2 separate regions of the Gossypium hirsutum genome follow, and region 1 is linked to region 2. The links are chromatin contacts, called in public Hi-C maps. All regions are on one chromosome and are shown on one strand. Each heading gives the region's core, a stretch centred on a gene start, on an enhancer-like site or on the middle of the called end of the contact. The rest is flanking DNA. Distances are from core to core; before and after follow the strand shown. Region 1 holds the start of LOC107915437. Region 2 holds the start of LOC107914784 (Werner Syndrome-like exonuclease).

Region 1 (3,987 bases), core at 1,388-3,887, 190 kb after region 2:
TTCCTTTAAATGATTTTATAAAATTTGTCTGAGGAATTTTCTACTTTTCTATTGTAGCTTATTCTTGATTCATGATTTTAATCAGATAAAATTTTGATATTTTTAATAAATTAGTTCTAATTACCCATAAAATGCTTAACATCAAATACACACAAGTTGATTTAAACACGGTTTCAATCAAAATTTATGTGGTTGGGTTAAAAGTTGGTAGGTTTGTGTACTCCAAAAAATAAACTTAATATAAAAAATTTTGAAACAGCAAAGAATTCAAATTGAGATAATATATTTTTTTTATTTCTATTTGTGTTTAAAAAACCTAATGAATTTGACGAAATTTTCCACATCTTTAATTAATAAAATTATTATTTATTTGAACCTGCTTAATAAGTTGTCGACCATGCACCGGAAGGGCCCGATAATAGCTTTTGTTCATAATATTCCGATGACCATGCACTGGAAGGGTCTTTGGGCATTGTTTAGGTATCATGGAGAAGTTATCGACGCGTTCATTCCGGTAAAGAAAAGCAAGAGTGGGAAACGATTTGGTTTTGTGAGATATAACAGTATGATGGATGCGAGAAGGGCTATTAGTCGGTTAAACAACTATGTGATTTTAGGGAATAAACTATCAGTAGATTTAGCCAAATTTAAGGGGAGGAGACAAATTTGGAAAAGAACTTAAACGGCAGGAAATGCAGAACAGAGACGGAATGAAAATAACAAAAGGGAGGTGAATGTTTAGTCGCAGGAATTTGGCAGAATAGAAGTAGGAGAAAGCTCATTGAGGAGTAATTATGATCCGAATAAGAAAGATGAGGAGGTCGTCAAGGAGAAAAATACCAACATTGTGGTGCAAGGACATGTTGAAGAGGAGCAACTATGGAATCTTAAAAGATGTTTGATGGGTACAACAGCAACATGTTGTGATTCGAAGAGTTTATTTGAAAGAATAGTTAGGAGTGGGTTATGGGAAATCAAAATCAGAAGAATGCAAGGAAGGTACTTTTTTTTATTGAAATTCCAGATGAAGAACTATTTGAAGTATTGAAGCAGAATGACTGGGTGTATTTGAGAGAGTTCTTTATCAAGATAGAACTTTGGTCGGAAACAACAATGGTGGAGGAAAGAGTGTCGTAGATTGAAGCGTATGGTATCCCTCCACACTGTTGGAACTATACTTCCTTTAAAAGAATAGCGGGTATATGGGGGCAGCTAATATCCCTTGGAGAGAATTCGACAATGGTTAATAGCTTTGATAAAATGTCAATGTTGGTGTCTATCAATAAGCCGGATAGAATAGACAAGATAATATATTTACTTATTTAGAGGTGGGGAAGACTAAATTTCCAATAAGAGTCATTGAGATGGGATTATCATATTCTGAAGGTGATAACAGGAAGAATCATGGCGTGAAGGGAGGAGAATAGCAGGATTCAGTACGGGATTGGGACGACACTGTTGTTTCAGAATCGAAATCACCGATGAGTCCCGGGTTGGAACTGAATCCGGTAGAGAGATAAGACTGGGAAGACGAAGCAATTCATGAGAGTTTTCTCAAAAAATCAAGCGTTAACGGCGAATGTCAGAACAGTTCTCAAAACATTTATAGGTTGGACGAGGAAATGATCAGTGGAATTAGGATCGAGACTAGGGTGGGAGAAAGAGCTAAAATGGATACAACAATCGGGCTAGGAAAGAAGTGAGTAATATGGGATTTACAATAGATGAATTAGGTCTGAAAAATGAGGAGGGAGCCCAAGAAGAGCAACAAATCAGTGAAGAGGGTATGGGTTTGGCAAAGTATATGGGCTTATAGATTGTCAATCCAAATGTGTTAGGGGAAACAGATTGCAACAAACAAAAGGAAAAATCGAGAGAGGTGGGAGGGGGTGGAGGAGACAGAGAAAAAAGGGGATCGTTTGAAGAATCTCCAAATTTCCTTAAACAGAAATAAAAATAATAATGGTAGAAAGATTAGATCGATGTATGAAATTCAGAATAGACTTCTCACAGTAACAGAGAAAAAGAAAAGAGATTGGGCATTGAGAAAACAGAAAGGAAAAGGAATCGCGGGCAGAGATGAGGTAGTGGTTAATGCTTCTCTATCGGACTCAGACATCAGTAATAGAAAGAAAGTGATTCTTATGGAGGCAAGGAACATGTGGGAAGTGGGGAAAAAGCTTGGGTTCAGTGTTTGGGTGACAAATGAGATGTTATTGAAGAGATTATAAGATTGTAAGAAAGGCAGAATTGAGTAATAAAGAGAAGTGCAGTAGTCTGTAGGCCACAGGTCAGGTTAGTACAAATTATAATCGTGATTCTTTACTGTGAATGAGAGTCTTTTTGGGTGGAAGAATGAGGATTTTGTCATGGAACATTAGGGGTATGTCTTCGGATTTGAAAAAAGTTCTCAAAAAAGTAATTTGTAAAGTTCGAGGGGACGTTTGCTTTATTCAAGAATCAAAATTAGAAGGGGATGTTTGTTTTAATATCTGTCTAGGCTCGGGTTTGAGAAGAGTATCAGTGAGCCTACTCTTTATGTGGAGAAATCTGAAAGTGAGACCCTGCTGATTATGTTACTTTATGTGATGATTTGTTGGTAGCGGGAAGCAAGGGAGAGTTGATTGAGAATTTAAGATGCAGATGCAAGATGTTTTTGAGATGACTGATTTGGGGGAAATGACTTACTTCCTTGGCATAGAAGTAAATCAATCTGACCATGCCATCTTTATAAGTCAGCAGGCTTTTGCCTTGAAGTTATTAAACAAATTTTGCATGTCCAATTGCAAAATTGTTAGCACACTAGTGGCTCAAGGCCTACTTAACAGTAGTGGCAATCATGAAAGAGTTGATGAGAAGGAGTATCGAAGCTTGGTAGGTTGTTTGCTCTACTTAACAGCTACAAGACCTGATATCATGTTTGTTGTTAGCCTCCTGTCCAGATTCATGCATTGTTGCGATGCTGCTCACTTTAAAACAGCCAAATGAGTTCTCAGATATGTGAAAGGGATTTTGAATTATGGAGTGAAGTTTGAGAAGACAAAAGAGTTTAAGTTGATAGGGTATTCTAATAGTGAGTGAGCTAGATCAATTGATGACATGAAAAGCACTTCTGGCTACTTCTTCACTTTTGGCTTAGGGCTCTTTTGTTGGAGTTCAAAGAAGCAACAAACTGTTGCTCAATTAATAGCAGAAGCAGGGTACATTGCAGTTGCTATAGCTGCTAATCAAGCCATTTGGCTTAGGAAGCATTTATGTGATCTAAATGAAAACCAAGTTGAAGATATTGAGATCAAAGTTGATAATCAGTCAACAGTTGTCATAGCAAAAAATCCAGTATTTCATGGCAAGACCAAGCATTTCAAGATTAAATTTCATTTTGTTTGAGAGGCTGAACAATCAAGGGAAGTGAATCTGATTCATTGCAGCTTAGAAAACCAGCTAGCTGATATTCTAACTAAGTCTCTTGGTGCTACCAAGTTTGATTCCTTAAGAAGAAGGATTGGTGTTTGTTGCATACAGTCCAAGGAGGAGTGTTAAGCTTTGGCTTGCAATGCAACAGCAGACCTGCATTGAAGCTGAACCAGTGGAGCAGCAGCATTTTGTTCATTTTGTTCATTTGTATCTTGCCTTAGTTGCTTTGTAATTTGACTTCAAGTTAGTAAGATTTGTTGTTGATTTAAATTTGAGGTAATGGCTGATATGTGAGCTTCTTTTGTGTGTAATTTAAGCTAAGTTTTAGTCAAATATTAGTGGGAATAGTTACATATTAGGTAATTATCTTGTATCATATATGTTTCTCAACTCAATGAAATGAAGAGAGATAATTTTTTCAGTTTTCTCCTTGTTCAATCTTCCTTAGCATTCGTTCTTAGTTTCATTTCTCCTTGGTTTTCTGTAAAAACACCAACACATCAGGACAGTATGGTGTAGTTGAAGACAATGGAAGTACTTGTTCATAAAGGAAGCGATAGTCTATGACTCTGT
Region 2 (3,680 bases), core at 410-2,909:
TCCAAGACTTAAAAAGAAAAACCAAGCATGCAGACACATACAAGTGTTGGATATCAATACCAGAGTCCACACAAGCCAATGTCTATGGTACCAAACAGATAATACTTTTCATGAAAGTTCAAGAGGGCAATACAGAAACCAGATAGACAAGTGATATGTTAGTAGAGGTGGTCAACCAAATCAGTATATTTAGCCATGAATTCTGTGTACTAGTACAAATTCAATATGTGCATGTTTCAATGCTATACTAAATGCAATCTGAGAATGATCTAAATAGACCACTTCTACCAGAAAGTAGACAAGATAAGGGAAAAACATGAATATAAATAACGGTTTGCAAGCATACAACCATTTAGGTTATCACAGTTAAGAGTATTTCAATTAAAAGGAAATGATCGGTAATGGCAACAGCAACTCATGAAACATGGATTAAAGAGCTATATTGCTTTGACTCTTTATTTTACTAAAGTACCTGTATCCAACGCATATTTGGACAGGAGTATGGGATATGACCATTCGAGGATCTCCAAATACATTAAAAACATAGGAAAAAATTGAATATATCTGTGTTGGGAACTTACCCATATCCGGCACTCACACCTAAGGCCAAGTAATATAGGTAAAGAGTGCTTAGTTTCTGCTTTAAAAGAAATTATAGCAATGCTGCTTTATGGAAGAAAGGAAGAGGACAACACCAAACACAAGAGATATATATTTTGTTTCAAAATGTGGCATATCAGAACCGCTAAACATCAAAAAAAAAATTAAAACTACAAAAAAAAAACACAATGCCAATTCTAGCATAAGTACTCCATCTAGAAATCATGCAATTTGAAAAAAATTCCAACTTTAAGTCTCAATTCTTTAAAATAATGATCAAAGATACCTTAGGGAGGTTTCATATTAACTTAAGAAATTTTCACATTTATTTGTTTTCACACTTTTTTTTCTTAGGAAACAAACAGAAAGGATTATATGAAATGAATGTAACAATACAAGGAGGGTAAAGGAAGCAAACCTTTTTGGAAAGAGGGCTTCCACTCAATATCAAACCCTAAAGCAACTTGACCCATTTCTTTCTTCTTAATTTCAACAATTTTTAATAGCTCCATTGCAGCATTTTCTACCTCATCTTCCGTAAAGCTATACAAAATATGACCTCCAAATCTCAACGGCGGATATCTAAGCCTTGTATTAGCTGCCAATCAGAAAAATCAAAGGGTTTACTATTAGTTCATTTATTTTAATTAAAAAATGGGTAAAGTAAGGGATAGGAAATACATTGACAACGAGCGAAGGAAGACGGAAAAGAACGCGGGGGTGAGAGAATAGAATGAGGCAATTGGCGGCCGGTTTTGAGGTTATCTTGATGATGGACGGCGGACTTGCGTTTCTTGCTAGAAGATGAAGGAGGAGGAGGAGGAGGAGTGGCTTCAATGGCATCCATTAGTCGGATCACGTCTTCAGTGAAACGGTCGTCCCAATCCAAACTGAAACTATTGTTTTCTTTGAATTCCATTTCTATATCTGAAATGGAAGTGAGGGGCGGAATTAGAGGGAAAGAGAGCTTAACGTTCAAATTTTGTTAATGGCGTCTGGTAGAGTAGTCGATGGGCCGATTTGGAAAAGTTTTTGCCAGGACTTGAGCCCATCCCAGTCCAATTCGCACAAAATACTTTCTATATTAATATTCTAAATAAAAATCCTGACGAACTTTTTGTTTCTCCAAAATTTCTCTAAAAAAATTAAATTTTGAAAACATAAATACTAAATCTAAATTACAAAATTTATTTAATATATTATCTTTTTTTAAATAATATAATATAATAGTTCTATGAAAAATAATAGTGATCATTTTAATTACATAAAATTGAGTTATAACATGAAAGTAGATATTAATTTTATCTTCTGAATATAAAAATATTTAATATAATTAAAATTTAATTTGGAAAAACTTTTACACACTCTTAATTCTACTTAACAGAATATCTTATGCCATATGTTGTTCCCAGCATTAAAATTTAAATAAAATATATAAATATTTTAATAAATAAACATTTAGTATTTCTAATTTTATTTATATAAATAGAGTTATAACATGGAAAATAACCTAAGAATTAGAGATTTTTTTATATTTTAATATAAAAAATATTTTTACAAACTCCTAATTCTGCTTAACCGATCTTCTACCAAATTTTAATTCTAATTTATATTAAAATTTAAACATTGTTATAAATATCTTATTAAGTGGATGTCCATTATGATTAAGATAAAGTTTTGATATGCTTTAAATTTTAATAGTTTTTAGAATTAGATCTCTACTTTTTTTATACTTCTTATGTCTATAAATGAAGATTCTGATGAAGCATTGTAATCATCCTTTTGATTAATAAAGTACATTCTCTGTTGCTTTCATATTTTCTTTGTTCTTTATTCTCTCCATCTCTCTTTAGTTTATAATACGTTATCAGCACAATGATTCTCTATATTTTTTCAAAATCTTTCGAAGTCATCCAACATTAAACTTTCACCCTTACAAATTCATCTTCGGGATGTTGAAAGATTCAATCTCAGAATGGATTATGGTTTTTATTCCTGATCTTTGGTTTATTGTACAAGCATGGGTAAAGTATAGATTTGGTAAGAAACTTTTATATTTCGACCATATGTTTTTTTTTAATTAAGGTATGACTACTATTAATTTTTATTTGACATAAATTTTACATTCTGATAGTATTTGATTTTTGCCTTTCTAGGTTATTTTTTTTATGTAAAAGACATAATTGTTAATTATATATGTTTGTTATTAATATGGTATGTTTTCTCTATTATTAATTTTTGGTAAATAACTCTTTTTGAAGTGTTTTTTTAATTAAGTTATATTATGCATTATATTTAGATGTTTTGATTATTAAATTCTTGTTATTAAATATTCTTGAAATTTAATTATGGTGGAAAGTGTTATTAACCTACCATTGTTGATTAAAGGGAAATTTGATAGGATTTATTTAGTCTTATTAATTTGCTAATGTTGAATGACTGTATGATATCTTTTAAATTGAATTTATAAATATTTAATTAGAGCAACATAATATTTTATAATATATATGTGATATTGAAATTTGGTACAATGTGTATCGGATAATTTTCAAGCATCGTACACGAAAATTTTGATTGTTTATTATATGATTTTTACAATTAGATTATAAATGTTACTACGAAAACAAAGTTGTTTTACTAATTGTAATAGTGCTCGTGATTATAGTCAAGGTGATGACAATGATGTTAAAGATCTTCAGGTATATTTTACTATGTTTTATTTATTATGTTATGTTTATTATAGTTGGAAAATAATCATGACAACATGAATAGATAGATTTTGATTTGAAATCTCACGCATGTTTACGATAGTGATTATGAAAAAAAGAATCTATTGGGATGTTTATAAGTCCATCCTACTAGATTTGTTACATTCCCCGAAGTGAATGTAAACATAAAGAAAATAAAAGATATAAGTATAGACCACTAAAAGTGGAAACATAGTAATAAATAAGAGAACAATGAGAGTTCTCAAGATAACTCTTCAAAGGGTAAAGATAACTTATGTTATCAATGTGATATGAAATATTATTGGCCACATATGTGGCATATGCCCAAATATTTTATTTCTATTAATATTA

What was found. Hi-C and Micro-C count contacts between places; a contact is called where the count stands out from the background.
Region 1: a Hi-C map of leaf shows a contact between it and region 2, with 4 times the contacts expected there. The contact joins the promoter of LOC107915437 here to the promoter of LOC107914784 in region 2. A contact is called at or near these places in 6 of 34 Hi-C or Micro-C datasets (hypocotyl and leaf).

Annotation. Positions count from the first base shown.
Region 1 is chrD10:27,316,380-27,320,366 of Gossypium_hirsutum_v2.1, forward strand. LOC107915437 reads left to right here and starts at 2,638. Exons shown (of 1, transcript XM_016844598.1): 1 at 2,638-2,988. The coding sequence starts at 2,638. The coding sequence ends at 2,988. It also overlaps the pseudogene LOC107915438.
Region 2 is chrD10:27,125,334-27,129,013 of Gossypium_hirsutum_v2.1, forward strand. LOC107914784 (Werner Syndrome-like exonuclease) reads right to left here and starts at 1,660. Exons shown (of 6, transcript XM_016843811.2): 1 at 1,282-1,660; 2 at 1,019-1,198. The coding sequence starts at 1,519.